Linked DNA regions of Mus musculus: region 1 is linked to region 2. The links are chromatin contacts, called in public promoter capture Hi-C maps. All regions are on one chromosome and are shown on one strand. The core of a region is the stretch at or near the end of the contact, and the rest is flanking DNA. Distances in the headings are between cores, read along the strand shown.

Region 1 (7,002 bases), core at 1,399-3,898, 230 kb after region 2:
CCAGAAAACATGAATGGTTACCACTAAGTCACTGAAGGGATCTCTGATGATAGCAACAGGAGTACCTGTCGATTTTATTTTGGAGAAAGTCTAGAGCTTTTTGTTGGAGGGTCTTATTCAAGGCAGTCCGAGTTGTTCAGGTACCCTGAGTAGCCTGACCCTTCCAAGATAAAGCTAATTGTGACTGAAGGGTCATTCAGAGAGGCAGATCATTATGGGATGACATCCCATACAACCTGTTGTTGACATATTTGTTACCTATGGACACCCGCAGGGGGTGTAGAATGAGTGCCACATGAAGATGCTAAGCCTGTGAGTTGCTTTGCAGAGGACTACTTCAGGGAAAGATGTGTTATTTCCCTGTGATGGTTAGCGTTAAATGCCAGCTTGGCAGAATCTAGAGTTTCTTGGGAGATGGGCTCCTGAGGATGCCTATAGATCATTCTCCTGATAATATTATTTGAAGGAGGAATACCCATGCACTATGGGTGGCACTATTCTCTGGCTAGGATCCTGGGGTGTATAAGTGGAAAAAAGGAGCTGAGGCACTGCATGCACCCACTGCTCCCTGCTTACTAATCATGGATTCAGTGTGACCAGTAAGTCTCCTGGTCCTACCAACATGTCTTCCTTACCTACTTTCATGTCTTCCCTGACATTTATCCCCCTGGAACTATGTGGTGGTTTTAACAAAAGAAACCCCATAGGCTCATGTATTTGAATGCTCGGCCTATAATTGATAGAACAGTTCTGGGAAGGATTAAGAGGTGTGGCCTTGTTGAAGACACTGTGTCACTGGGGGTGGGCTTTGGGTTTTAAACCCCCCCCCCTCTCTCTATCACTTCCTCTCCCTCCTCTTCCTCTTCCTCTTCCCTCCCTCTCTCCCTCCCCCTTCTCTGTCATTCACTCTCTTTCCCTCCATCCCTTCTCCTCCATCCACCCCCAACTCTCAGGCTATATTATCCAAGCCTGCTTACATGCTGCCCTGTTCACCATTATGATAGTCATGAAGTGGCCCTCTGAAAATGTAAGCAAGCCCCTGATTAAATGATTTCTTATATAAGCTGCCTTGGTTATGGTATCTTTTCACAACAATAGAAAAATAACTAAAATAAACTGCAAGCCAAAATAAAGTATATTGCCCTTTAAGTTGCTTTTGTCAGGGTAATTTATCATAACCCCTCAAGATTAGCTTCAACGACACTTCAGAACTCCAGTTATTCCTTTCGCCATCTCTCCCTGAAGTATCAGTGGTTACTTGTGTCTCCAGTGAATAATAAATAAAACAAAATATATGAACATATATAGGTTGATTTGCTGTTTTCTTTTTTAAGGAATTGAGTCAGTATGTAGCTCAGTTGGTAGAATATTTTCTAGATTGCACTAAACTCAGGGTTTGAGCCTCAATAGTGTACAAATTACATGTGGTTACACATACCTACAATCCCAGCACTGGAGACGTGTAGGCACCAGAAGTTCAAGGTCATTGAATTAGAAGTTCAAGGTCATTTTTGGCTACACAGTGAGTTAAAGGCCAGGCTTCATTATAGGAGAACTCATCTAGTTTTTCTTTTTTTAATTTGAAATATAGTCTTGCTATATTATCCAGGCTGACCTCCAACACTAGGCTCAAAGGATCCTATTGCTCTCGCTTCCCAAACATTCTCTCTCTCTCTTCCTCTCTCTCTCTCTCTCTCTCTCTCTCTCTCTCTCTCTCTGTGTGTGTGTGTGTGTGTGTGTGTGTGTGTTTCTGAGCTCAGATCCAAAAACCCTGGAAAGGGTGGGCAAGTGTTTATCACTGCCCTATCGCCACAGAATTTTTATGGGTATGATTTAGACTTCTTAAAGCTAGAGCTTATCCCTTCCTCTCTCCCAAACAACAAACAAAATAGAAAATAACCCTTCAATTTTATTTAGAGTTTTATAGTGATCCATTATGGAATACCTGTAAAGTACACTGCACACGCACAATTATGAAACATATTTACTCATTTGAGAAACTGTCCTCCCTCTGTCCTTTCACTGGTTTCTCTTCCCCCACCTTCCCCATTCATGTCACCTAAACCTTGATTTCTATTCACTTGTTCCTCAGTCCCGCAGACTATTTTGATTACATCTGTTGATTCTGAAACAGAGTTCAAGAAATTTTGTAGCCCCATCCCCAATTTACTCTCATGGTTACAAAGTTTTCCATTTTGTTCTTCACAACTCTCTCTTTCACAACTTTTTCCCCCTTTTCTTTCTGAGAACCCTACTCCCAGGCGAGCGCTCTGAGCTATGTTCCTAGTCACTTCCTAACATCTCAAAGGCATTGATTAGCACAGGACCTGACACAGTGTTGACTCCCCGACTAGAAGTTTGTTACAGTGTTGAATGATCTAAATGGAGACAGAAAGTTAATACATTAAACTTGCTTCTTTTGGGTGGACTCTCTGCCCTTCAGCCCTGAATTGACTGTGTTTGTAAGTTACTGAGCGACAAGAAGCCACTAAGACTACATTTCCCAAAAAGGATTGCGGCGCCACCAGCATGTCCGGGCTCTCTAGAAACTTCCGGGTTGTGCGGGCGGAGCCTAAAGAATCCTCCAATGGTCTGACTGGACGAGGAACTTGGTCCGACAAACGTCATGTCCCGGGAGCCAGTCAGCTGAAAGGTGGGTGGGCGGTGCGGGGGCGGCGTCACTGAGCAGCGCCCGCCTATCGCGCCTTATCTTTGCAGCTTTAGTCGGTGCCTGTTTCTTGCCTCTTTCCCCCACTGCTCGTTTCCCCGTTTCCATGTCCCTGGTGGGTGCCGCACCCCAGAACATCCCACGCACATGGCCTCCAGCTCGAGGGAGTCCTCGTTCTCTTCCTGCTCGTCGAGCTGTGACTTGGACGACGAGGGAGTGCGCGGCACCTGCGAAGATGCTTCTCTCTGCAAGAGGTGCCTGGGGGCGCTGGGTTTGGGATGGGAGCTGGTGTCCCGAGCCTAGGTGGCTAGAGGGCCACTGACCAAGGCATACGCTAGGACACTGGGAAGGGGCTGTCGCACTCATCTGGAGCGGCCCTGGCTTCACACCTGGGAAGTGCACGGAGCAGGGAGAGGTTCATTTAAGTCACAATTAACGAGTGTGTGTGAACCCGGGGTACCACGACTGGGAGTAAGGCTCTGAACAAAGCTTGCAAGATCTTAGCCTTCAGGAAAGACAGGGTGTGTTGCAAGTAATAACTACAGCTTTGCTGGGTTAGAAAAGGAACTTTGCTTGGTAGGTTACAATCCTGTTGAAATTGGTCATTATTCCCCATTGTGCAGCTGAAGCTCAAGTCTATGAGGGAGGGGTAGATTGCAGGTCCCAGCACCCGCAGTGTTTGTAGAATCAGCACTATACATAGGTCACAGTATTTATGGAGTTGTAGTAGGTGGTGGTGGTGGGTCTTGTCAGTGCACAAGAAAACATAAAGCTTGCATGTCCTTCATTCCTGCAACAAAGCTATTGAGACAGTACACTGTGCCTTACTTTGAGCTAATTGGTAGGGTTTGCTTTCAGTGATTGCAAATACTTAAAGGAGCAAAACAGACATGGTGTTGACATACTAGACTCACAGCCTCGTTGGGAGGAGCAGTAAACTCATACTTTAGTGTTGGGCTCTTGGAGATGTCTTTAGAGTTTGAAATTTATCCAGGGATGTTTAAACTGGCAAGAAAAAGCCTGAGACAGGGAAGTAGGACAATGTTCAGAACTAGGGACGAGTGTGGGCTTTGGAACAATTAGGACAATGCCCTGGAGAGAGGCGTGGGCTGGGGGCCAGAGAGGTGTTATAGTGTGGGGAATACAAGTTTTGGAATGAAGTGTTGCACTCTTTGTAGGGTCTTAGAAACTAAGCAATGGGATTTAAAGCATCAGTCCTGGAGCCAGACTGCCTAAGCTATATAAACTTGGGCAAGTTCCTAATGTGTATGTGTGTGTGTGTTGGGGGCATGCATGTGTGGGTGACTACCTGTGCATCCTAGAGGAGGATGTTGGGTATCCTGCTCTATCGTTCTGCCTTGTTCCCTTGAGATAAGATCTCTCACCTTTTCAGCCAGACTGGTTAGGTAAGGAGCAAACCTTAGAGACCTCAGCAGTCTTCCTGCCCCCAGCCCCCATCACGGGTTGCAGGTGCGTGAAAAGCCATGCCCTTCTTTTTTATTGTGCTGGGGATCCAACTCAGTCCTCAGGCTTGTACAAAAAGTGTTCTTACCCACTGAGCCATCTCCCCAGCCCCCTAACTTTTTTTTTTTTTTTTTTGCCTTAGATTTCTTGTCTCTGAAGTAGGGGCTGGGGAGAGAGCTTAGTTGGGAAAGTGCTTGCTGTGCAACCATTGTGACCTGAGCTCATATGCCTGTAACCCCCATCCTGGGGATTGGGAACAAGGGGTTCCCTGGAGCTCCCTGACCAACTTGGTCTAGCTAAATTGGCAAGTTCCAGGTTCAATGAGAAACCCTGTCTCAAAAAATAAGGTGGAAAGTGATAGAGGAAGACACCCGCTATCAATCTCAGGACCGAGCATGTGCATGCATAGCTGTATACATCTGCACATGCAGGTACGCCCGCGTACATCACACAGTAAAAGCGTGTGTGTGTGAGAAAGAGACAGAGACAGACAGAAGCAGATGTGGCGTGGCGGGTGGCAGCGATCTGGTCTCTTAAGTGGCTTTGAAGATTCAGTGATACTCTCTGCTATCCACTATCAGTAGATCCTTTCGAGTAGTGGAGGCTGTGGTTTGCATTCAGAGCTTTTTGCACTGGATCCTTGTCTCTGAGAATCTGGTTTGGATTTTGTTGTTGTTGTTGTTTCTGTTTTTTGTTTTGTTGTTGTTGAGTTTTTTTTTTCCCTTGTTTTGTTTTTCTACACAGGGTTTCTCTGTGTAGCCCTGGCTGTCTTGGAACTTGCTCTGTAGACCAAGCTGGCCTCTAATTCACAGAGATCTGCTTGCCTCTGCCTCTTGGGTGCTGGGACTAAAGGTGTGTGCCACTACCATCTGCCATATGTATATTTGTGTCTTTGTGAGTGCACATTGTGTTGGCAGGTCCTCTAGAGTTGGGGTTATAGACAGTTATAAACCACCCAATGTATGTGCTGGGAATTGAACTTGGGGTTCAGTACTTGATCTTAAGCATTAACCACAGAGCCATTTCTTCAGCCCCATAAATTAATCCTTAAGCTATATGTGAGTATTCTGTGTCTCTTGGTTTCTGTGATACTGTAATAGGCATCCTTGAACAACTTTTTTTTCAAATTACATTTATTCACTTTATATATATGTGTCAGCAGGCAGTGTAGGACAGGTCATTTCTCTTCTTTCACCCTGTTGGGCCTGGGTATTGAACTCAGAGCATCACATTTGGTTGCAAACACCTTCTTCCTAAGCCATCTTGCCTGTGAGACCAACATCTTCATTGTATCACATAAAACTTCTCAGTCTTGTCAAAGGTTGTGATATCACTAGATGCTTGCCTGTGGGGCATAGGAGCAAGTTATCCTTCTCTGCCGAAGTCTTCCTTTCTTTTTTTAAAATGGGGATCACAAAGTTAGCATACCTTTTGGTTGTTACTACAGGATTAGTACAAAGTGAAGTTGTCACTAGTTTACTGGTAGTAGTTTGGATTTCCTTCCCGTCAGAATATTATTTGGTTGAAGTTGCTGAGCATGTATTAGCAGTGGGTCTGGCTGGTTCCTGCCACTGTGAGTTACAGCATCAAATCCATAAGGCAACATTTAAAAAGTCCATTGGTCCCCCAGGGTACCTGCAGTTCTGTCACTGTGTGTTGGTTTGCCCCCTCCGTTGGTACGGAGTCCTGGAACAGTGGTGAGGTTGTCTGCGTTCGGAGGCTGTGGTGAGGATTGAGTGTGGAGTGTTTTCAGCAGTGGCTGCAGCAGATGCTTCAAACTGGCTATCATTGCCACTCTTACGTCGTCAGAATCGGGGCCTGCTCTGACACATCAGGTTTGTAATTACGTGGTTCCTGATGTGTCACTGTTGGTAGATGGTGCCCGTGAGAACTGTTGAGGCCTTTAAAAAGGTTTAATGTATTTCTTTGTTTCCTTTTTCTTTTTTGGTATATATGTGTGTGTGAATATTTGTGTGTTGGTTAAGTGTTGGTGTGTGTGTGTGTGTGTGTGTGTGTGTGTGTATGTGTGTAGGTTCATGATCCTGTGCACACCCGTGTGGCGGCTGGAAAAGGATATCATAGGTGTCCTTTCATTAGACCTTATTCCTCCAAGGCAGGGTCTCTTGCAGAACCTGGAGCTCTCAGTTTTCAGTTAGGTTTACAACCTGCAGGTCCTGTCAATTGACCCACCCCACACTGGGATTACAGGCATGTGCAAGGCCAGGCTTGGCTTTTTGTGTGTGTGCTGAGATCATAACCGTTGAGCCATCTCTCCAACCCTGGATATTGTTTCTTTTTGTTTTGTTTTGTTTTGTTTTGTTTTTTTTTTTTTTTTTGTTTGTTTTTCGAGACAGGGTTTCTCTGTGTAACCCTGGCTGTCCTGGAACTCACTCTGTAGACCAGGCTGGCTTCGAACTCAGAAATCCGCCTGCCTCTGCCTCCCGAGTCTTGAGGGAGGGGATTTTCATTCTTTGAGACCTGGTTGATTGCTGTGAGTGGGCTGTCACGGAAAGTTCTCTTGCTCTCTTTTTATATGTCTTCTCTCCCGTCCACGTTTTCACTCTAACATGACACAGTCAGGGTGTCTTGCCAAGTTGGTGCCTTGCTGTTTGAACTTCTAGTCACCAGACTCATTTGCCAGATGAACCTCTTTGCTTTTTAAGGTACTGAGCTCCGTTATTTTGTTATAGTAACATGACTCAGACTCACATACTCGCCTTGTCTTCTCGTTACGCTCACCATGCTATGCTCGGGGTCACTCTGCTCTTTGTTTACCAGTGACCCAGGGCCCACCACTCCTGCACGGTGTCCTCTCAGATGGGTGCTCCATATTCTGTAAGTCCCTCCAGCTTATCAGCCTCCTTGTGACC
Region 2 (6,426 bases), core at 1,402-3,901:
TTAAATTTAATTGTCCAGACTGACAGTGTAAATACAGCTTCTCCAAATTGTAGAAAACCAGCTTATAATTGAATTTGAATGCAACCTGTTGGCAAAATAAGGACAGCTGGTATTTCCATACACTGCTACCAAATAGTTCCGTAAAAAAAGAAAACTCACAGATTGGCCCATATGAAAGACCATGAGTCACAAACTGTTAAGACAAGGTTTGTGGAGCTTTCTTTTGTTTTCTGTAGGAGCCAGCAAGTATATCCACTCTAGGAGACATGAGTCAGGTGGGCAGGACCATTTACATGAGAGTTTGAGCGTAAGTTCATCACAACCCGCCTGCTCTGTCTGTGTATGGACGGTGCACTTGCCCTTCTGAAGATGTGAGCAGCTATCTGTGCTGGTCTCTTTGTGTTCAGTGTAAAGGCTGATGTTGCTTTCATCATGGCAGCAGATTCAGAAGTAAAGTTGAAACCTCATTCTCTCATTGGGTGTCTATTCACAGCTCTACCTCAGCACTCTGTTTTCCATGCACAGTGTTATCTCACACTTCTTTATTTTTTACCATATATAGGGGAACTTTTAAATTGCGAAATCATTCATAAGGAACATTTTATAATGTGATATAAAGTGTAGGTTCTCATGCTACGAATATAGAAAACATGTAGACTTAACTCCCTATCAGCACGTGTGCTTTTGAAATCTAACTTTATGCCATGAGCTATTTTCTGCTTCAAATAAAAAACCAAATAACACAATTGATTTGTTTAAATGCTAGATATTAAACTCAGAGTGTTGAGCATGCTAATAAGCTAGCTCTGCACTGAACCAGGTTCCTGTGCCTCTCCCTCTTGATAGCGTCTTAGGCATCATCAAAACTCATTGCAGTAGTTTAACAATAACAGGTCTTTATTTTGCTATTTAAGCATCTGTTCAAATATTTAGTCTTTCTCTAAGAAATTTTATATAAAAATTAGGTACTTTTTAAAAAAATAGTATTTTCCACCCTAGTAAATGATTATGATAGTGAGGTAATAACTTCATTTTAAACATTTTTCTGTTCTAAAAACCTTATCCTAATAAGCTGGCCATGTATGTGCAATACTTTTTATATGATGAAGAATCTTCTGTTCTTAGACCTAAAAAAATAGTTTGATAGAGCACAGACATATAGCTTCAACCTGAGAGAGGGGAGAGGGGAGATTAGCAGGAATTTCCCCTCAGGTTCCAGTTTTGTAAGAAAACTTTCTTTTTAAAGATTTTTTAAAAAAATGTATATAAATAAATACTGTAGCTATCTTCGGACATACTAGAAGAGGGCATTGAATCCCACTACAGATGGTTGTTTGCCACCATGTGGTTGCTGGGAATTGAACTCAGGACCTCTGGAAGATCAGTCAATGCTCTTAATTGTTGAGCCATCTCTCCAGCCCATGAGAAAACTTTCAAAAGGGATCTTAAGGGAGGAGCAGTAAAGACCAGGGAGGTTGAGAAATAGGTTAATTATGAGGATGACGTAGACCATCTTTCACTTAACCATGTGACGTAGTACCTAGAAAGTATGTGGTAGTGAAGTGTTGGCACAGCCATGATACAAACTGGAATTTTCTGTTAAGATAGATTTCAACAGTCATGCTAGTTTAGGTGTTGCTGTTATTGTTTGAATTGAAAGGTTTTTATGGATGTAAGTTACTAAAGCCTGAGAGATTTGGGCTGTAGAAATGTTCTGACGGGCTGGTGAGATGGCTCAGTGGGTCAGAGCACCCGACTGCTCTTCCGAAGGTCAGGAGTTCAAATCCCAGCAACCACATGGTGGCTCACAACCATCCATAACGAGATCTGACGCCCTCTTCTGGAGTGTCTGAGGACAGCTACCGTGTACTTACATATAGTAAATAAATAAATATTTAAAAAAAAAGAAAAGAAAATAACTTTAAAAAAAAAAAAGAAATGTTCTGACTTCTTCCCTCCCTTAGATCTGAGTCTTATCAGAGCGTTTTTCTGAAACATGGGCAACTGAGGAGGTGATTATCCAGGGCAGTGAGATGATCTTCTTACAGCTCTCTCCTCCCACACACCTTCCTCTTCCCTTAGCATTCACCAGACCAGGGTTCTAGACTAGGTACCATTTGCTAACTCAAAGGAAAGACTTTTGTATAGTTGTTATCTCAGTTTAAATAAGTGAGTTGAACTAAATTAATTCTTTATTCCTTGTGTCTTAGTTACTTTTCTATGTGAAGAGACACTGACAAAGGCAACTTGTAGAAGGGTTTATTGGAGCTCACAGTTCCAGATGACCACCATGGTGGGAAGAATTGTAGCCTAGAGTCAGGCATGGCATTGGGGCAATAGCTGAGAGCTTACATTTTGATCAAGCATGAGGCACAGAGAGTTAACTGTGACTGGTGTGGGCTTTTGAAACCTTAAAGCTCATACCTAAGATACACTTCCTCCAAGGTCCCACCTCCTAATCCTTCCCATCAACCAACTAGGACCAGCTATTTGAACGTTAGAGCCTGTAGGAGTCATTCGAACCACCGTATTATAATATCCGGAAGGCGTTGTAGGGTCAGTCAGGAAGGAGGAAGACAGCCGAGCATGAGGAGCAGCTCGTTTCCACATGTGAGATAGAGCCGAGAGCAGTGGGAACACATGACCTGCTGACCGCTCCCCACTCTTCTCTGCCTTCCTCTGAGCCAGCTGGGGTCCTGAGCTTACAGGGCTATACTTGACCACATTTTGCAGATGAGGAAGGAAGTTACCTAATTTAGAAAAGTTAACTAATTTGACAAAGGTCACACATTGTCAAAAATAAAGCTGGGATTCAGAACTTGAACTCTAAAAACTTGCATAGACACTTACAGAGGTAGGGCAGGTACTGCAGAACTGTTAGGAGTGAAACACCCTTTGTCCTGTCTGCTATTATCTGACATCTCCACTTGTAGAATTGTTTTAAAGATTGTTTGAAGGTGAAAAAATGTTAAATATTAAAATATTTGAGATACCAACTGTTTACTTCTATGCTTGATTTGCTAGAACTCTGTAATTGTCTTACGTAGGACACCTGACTTTTAATAGTCTATATTCTCCTCATACCCCAATTTGTCATGTTTTATTATTTAATCCTTACAATAGCTCTGAAATATGAGCACGATAGTTTCATCTCAGTTAGTACAGGAGCAGCCAGCCTACATAGTGAGGTCCTGCTTCAGAAACAAAAGAAGACATTAAGGACGATTTTTAATATTTATGTAATTTAGTAGAGGCCAAATATTGCTGTATTTTCTTTTAAAAATATTTATTTTATGTATGTGAATACTTTGTCACTCTCATAACACCAGAAGATGGCATAGGATCCCATTACTGATGATTATGAGCCATCATGTTGTTAGGAATTGAACTTAGGAATTTAACTGCTGAGCCATCTCTCTAGCCCCAAATATTGCTGTTTTAACACACAATCCATACAAAATAGTATTAATGAAGTAGTTTTTATTCTTTGAAAAATACTCAATATTAGAAATCTGGTATATATTTTTCAGATCTCCATTTAAACTGGCCTCAGTTCGGTGACCAGAAATTATAGTATGACTATTGGCTACAATTTGGGCCAGTCGAGGTAATTACTATTAAAATACTGGGCCCACTTGGAAATTCTCATAATAATTTAATTATACTGCATTCTTGGACCAGCCTACAGAAGCCTGCTTTAAGAAGCAAAAGTCTGCCACTTCCATTTCCTCCTCATCAATTGTAATGAGTGCTGGATTTCTATCATATTCATTCCTTCACCGTGTTAGGTCAGTGTTCATCAGAATACTGGGTGAGGCTGGCCATTGTTCTAGAACAGTTGGTCTCAAACCCGTTTAGGGATCAAATGACTCTTTCAGTGGGGTCATCTGTGGCCATCGGAAAACACAGCACACAGACTTACATGATGATTCATAACTAGCAAAATTAGTTATAAAAAAGCAATGAAAATAATTTTATAGTTGGGGATTACCACAACATAAGGGTCATAATACTAGGGAGGTTGAAAACCACTCTTCTAGAACATCATAAAACTGCTTTCTCAACCCCCAACACCGTCATCCAAAGCCTAGAAAAGTATCACTGTATGCTTCTGGTTTTCATGATGTCATAATTTCTATGACTTGGAGTTATTCTTTCTTTGAAAGAGATCTGTAGGGTTTGGAGGGAGGGCCTTACAAGTTAATTCCTATGCTGAGTCTCAGGCTTCATGAGATTTCTTAGCATAACAAGGTACTTCTAACACTTCACAGAGCTAAGTTCTAAGTATTATGTTTTTTCTATAATCTGATTTTCAACATTATAGCTAGGTGGTGTTATTGAACTCCTTTAAATATCAGCACTCGGGAGGCAGAGGCAGGTGATTCTCTGTGTTCAAGGCCAACCTGGTCTACAGAGCTAGTTCGAGGACAGCCAGGGCTGCACACAGAAACCCTGTCTTAAAAAAACAAAATAAAACAAAATGACTGACTTTCCCCTAAAATAAGTAACTGTTGTCTAGCTTGTTGACAGGTCTTTTAGCATTACCTCTCCATCACTGTTTCTCTTTTAATTTTGATCATAAAATATAAGATGGGCCTCCATTATTTTGTGTATCTCTAATGCTCTAAAACTGGACAAAGCATCATCGTGAAAGCTGAACATTTGGGGTGGCTTCAAAAATAGAATAATTGTTGTACTTTTAGTATGTATTATATGATATAACTTAATATGGAATTTTTGATACCTTAATAGTTTTATTTGATTAAGCACAATGAATTACCATGCCCTGAAAAAAGCTTTGTCTTAATTTAGAAATAATTCTTATTCAGTTATTATTATTCTGCCTTTTCCGGTCAGCCTGAACGTTCTTGAGTACTTTACATTCAGGTCTCCACACCGTGATTCGGATGAGAAGGTGATTTTGCTTGGAGTCCTCTCTTGCTGGTTGTTTTTAATTATATATATTTTTTAACTTTTTGTGGAGGCCCTTGCAGTTTGAGCTGCTCACCTAAGTCAGCCCCACTGTCCTCCAGCTTTCTTCTCATGTTTGGTGTCAGAGAGCTAGTAAGCACAGGCCTTGGAAAGTGGGTTCATCAGCTAACCTTGCTGCCCGTTAGTCATTTTCCTTACATGTGTCAAAAACAAGTGAGTTTGAAGCTTTTCCACATAACAGATACTGAAAAGTTGACTATATTAACTAAACCATCAACTTGATCTCCAGAAATTAAATTTGTTACAAATTTGGCCAGAGTGATTATGTGTAACTTTTCTTACAGAAAGTGTAACTCTGATCATTTGAAGCCATTCAAACTTGCAAAATTTGTTACAAAGCTATTTTTGCAAAGGTGATAATTATAAAATCATTTAAAATATACATGAGAAACATGTTATATTCCTTCCCATTTAGAAAATTATAAGCCACCATAAAATGTTTTCTATGCTTTATTATCTAAAGAATTAGTACAGAAATTTTTATTAGTAAACATAATATCAAGAACAATGGGGCACATCTGTAGGAAAAGAATGCTTGCATGTCTTTTCCTGTATAGTTCATCTAGATGATAATTTCTTTAATAAATGTATATCTTATATAATAGTGATATGAACATTTTATCATAACAACTCATTTCTTTCAGTTTCATATTTACATTGTTTTTTGTTTGTTTGTTTTCATTTTAGGCCACTGAACAAAAAATCAAAGGTACGTTGTTTAAAGCTATTCTTTTTTTTTTCCTTTAAAATCAAGTTGTTTATGTGCATTTTTATTCACCTTCAGGATGGGAGAAAAATGTGTGAAGGAAACTGGGGTGGTGGAACAGGCTGTGTCAGTGAGGTCACGCTGATGTCTTCTTTGAGCTTTTTATGGTGTGCGTCACCACATGGAGAAGATGCTGTCCTAAGGCTGTCTTTTGAGTAGATCCCACTTTCTCATGCTGTCCAGTGTGAGTCTTGAGCACACGCCTTCACTTCAGGCTTCCATTCTAAACTCTTACACAGGGGTGCTGTCACTTAGTTTCTGCCTGCTTCACTCCTTGTTCTCTGTTGTATAAAGGATAGTAGTAACTCTATTTCTGCATTATCACTTAAATAATACATTGCTAACTCTGGGGTCATTGAGCCAGGTTACCGAAGCACCCTGGATTGAAGATTTAGAGATTAATCCCTTGCAAATCCTGAGTCAAGAGTCCTTCAGCTTCTGCCTGACTACTTAGTAGTCAAAGTTGTACAGCTCAGAGACTGAGCTTACTCAGCTCCAGCATACCAAGTTGGGCTTTTAGCTGTATCAGAAGTGTGCTCTCAGCATCTCATTAGTATGTGTATTCACAGTACAACCTATGGTTATGTAATTCACTTCATACTAGTTACGGCAACATCTATTAGATTCTCTTGTATAAGAGTATATAAGAATAGTTAACCTTTATTTCA

What was found. Promoter capture Hi-C pulls out the DNA fragments that hold promoters and counts their contacts.
Region 1: a promoter capture Hi-C map of hematopoietic stem and progenitor cells shows a contact between it and region 2. The contact joins the promoter of Lcmt1 here to the enhancer-like site in region 2. A contact is called at or near these places in 4 of 39 promoter capture datasets (the HPC-7 cell line, hematopoietic stem and progenitor cells and pre-B cells) and 3 of 9 other capture datasets (adipose tissue, liver and pancreatic islet).

What each region holds. Positions count from the first base shown.
Region 1 is chr7:123,375,334-123,382,335 of GRCm38.p6, forward strand. It overlaps Lcmt1 (leucine carboxyl methyltransferase 1), which reads left to right and starts at 2,649. Exons shown (of 11, transcript NM_025304.3): 1 at 2,649-2,922. The coding sequence starts at 2,816.
Region 2 is chr7:123,146,485-123,152,910 of GRCm38.p6, forward strand. It overlaps Tnrc6a (trinucleotide repeat containing 6a), which reads left to right. Exons shown (of 24, transcript NM_144925.3): 4 at 5,680-5,701. Among named protein-coding and RNA genes, the nearest start is that of Tnrc6a, 26 kb to the left of the region's middle. Within about 2 kb of position 2,652, at least 25 of the 459 cell types and tissues checked have an H3K27ac peak or open chromatin away from gene starts, as enhancers often do. A contact at or near this core is called in the HPC-7 cell line and hematopoietic stem and progenitor cells, where this site is marked.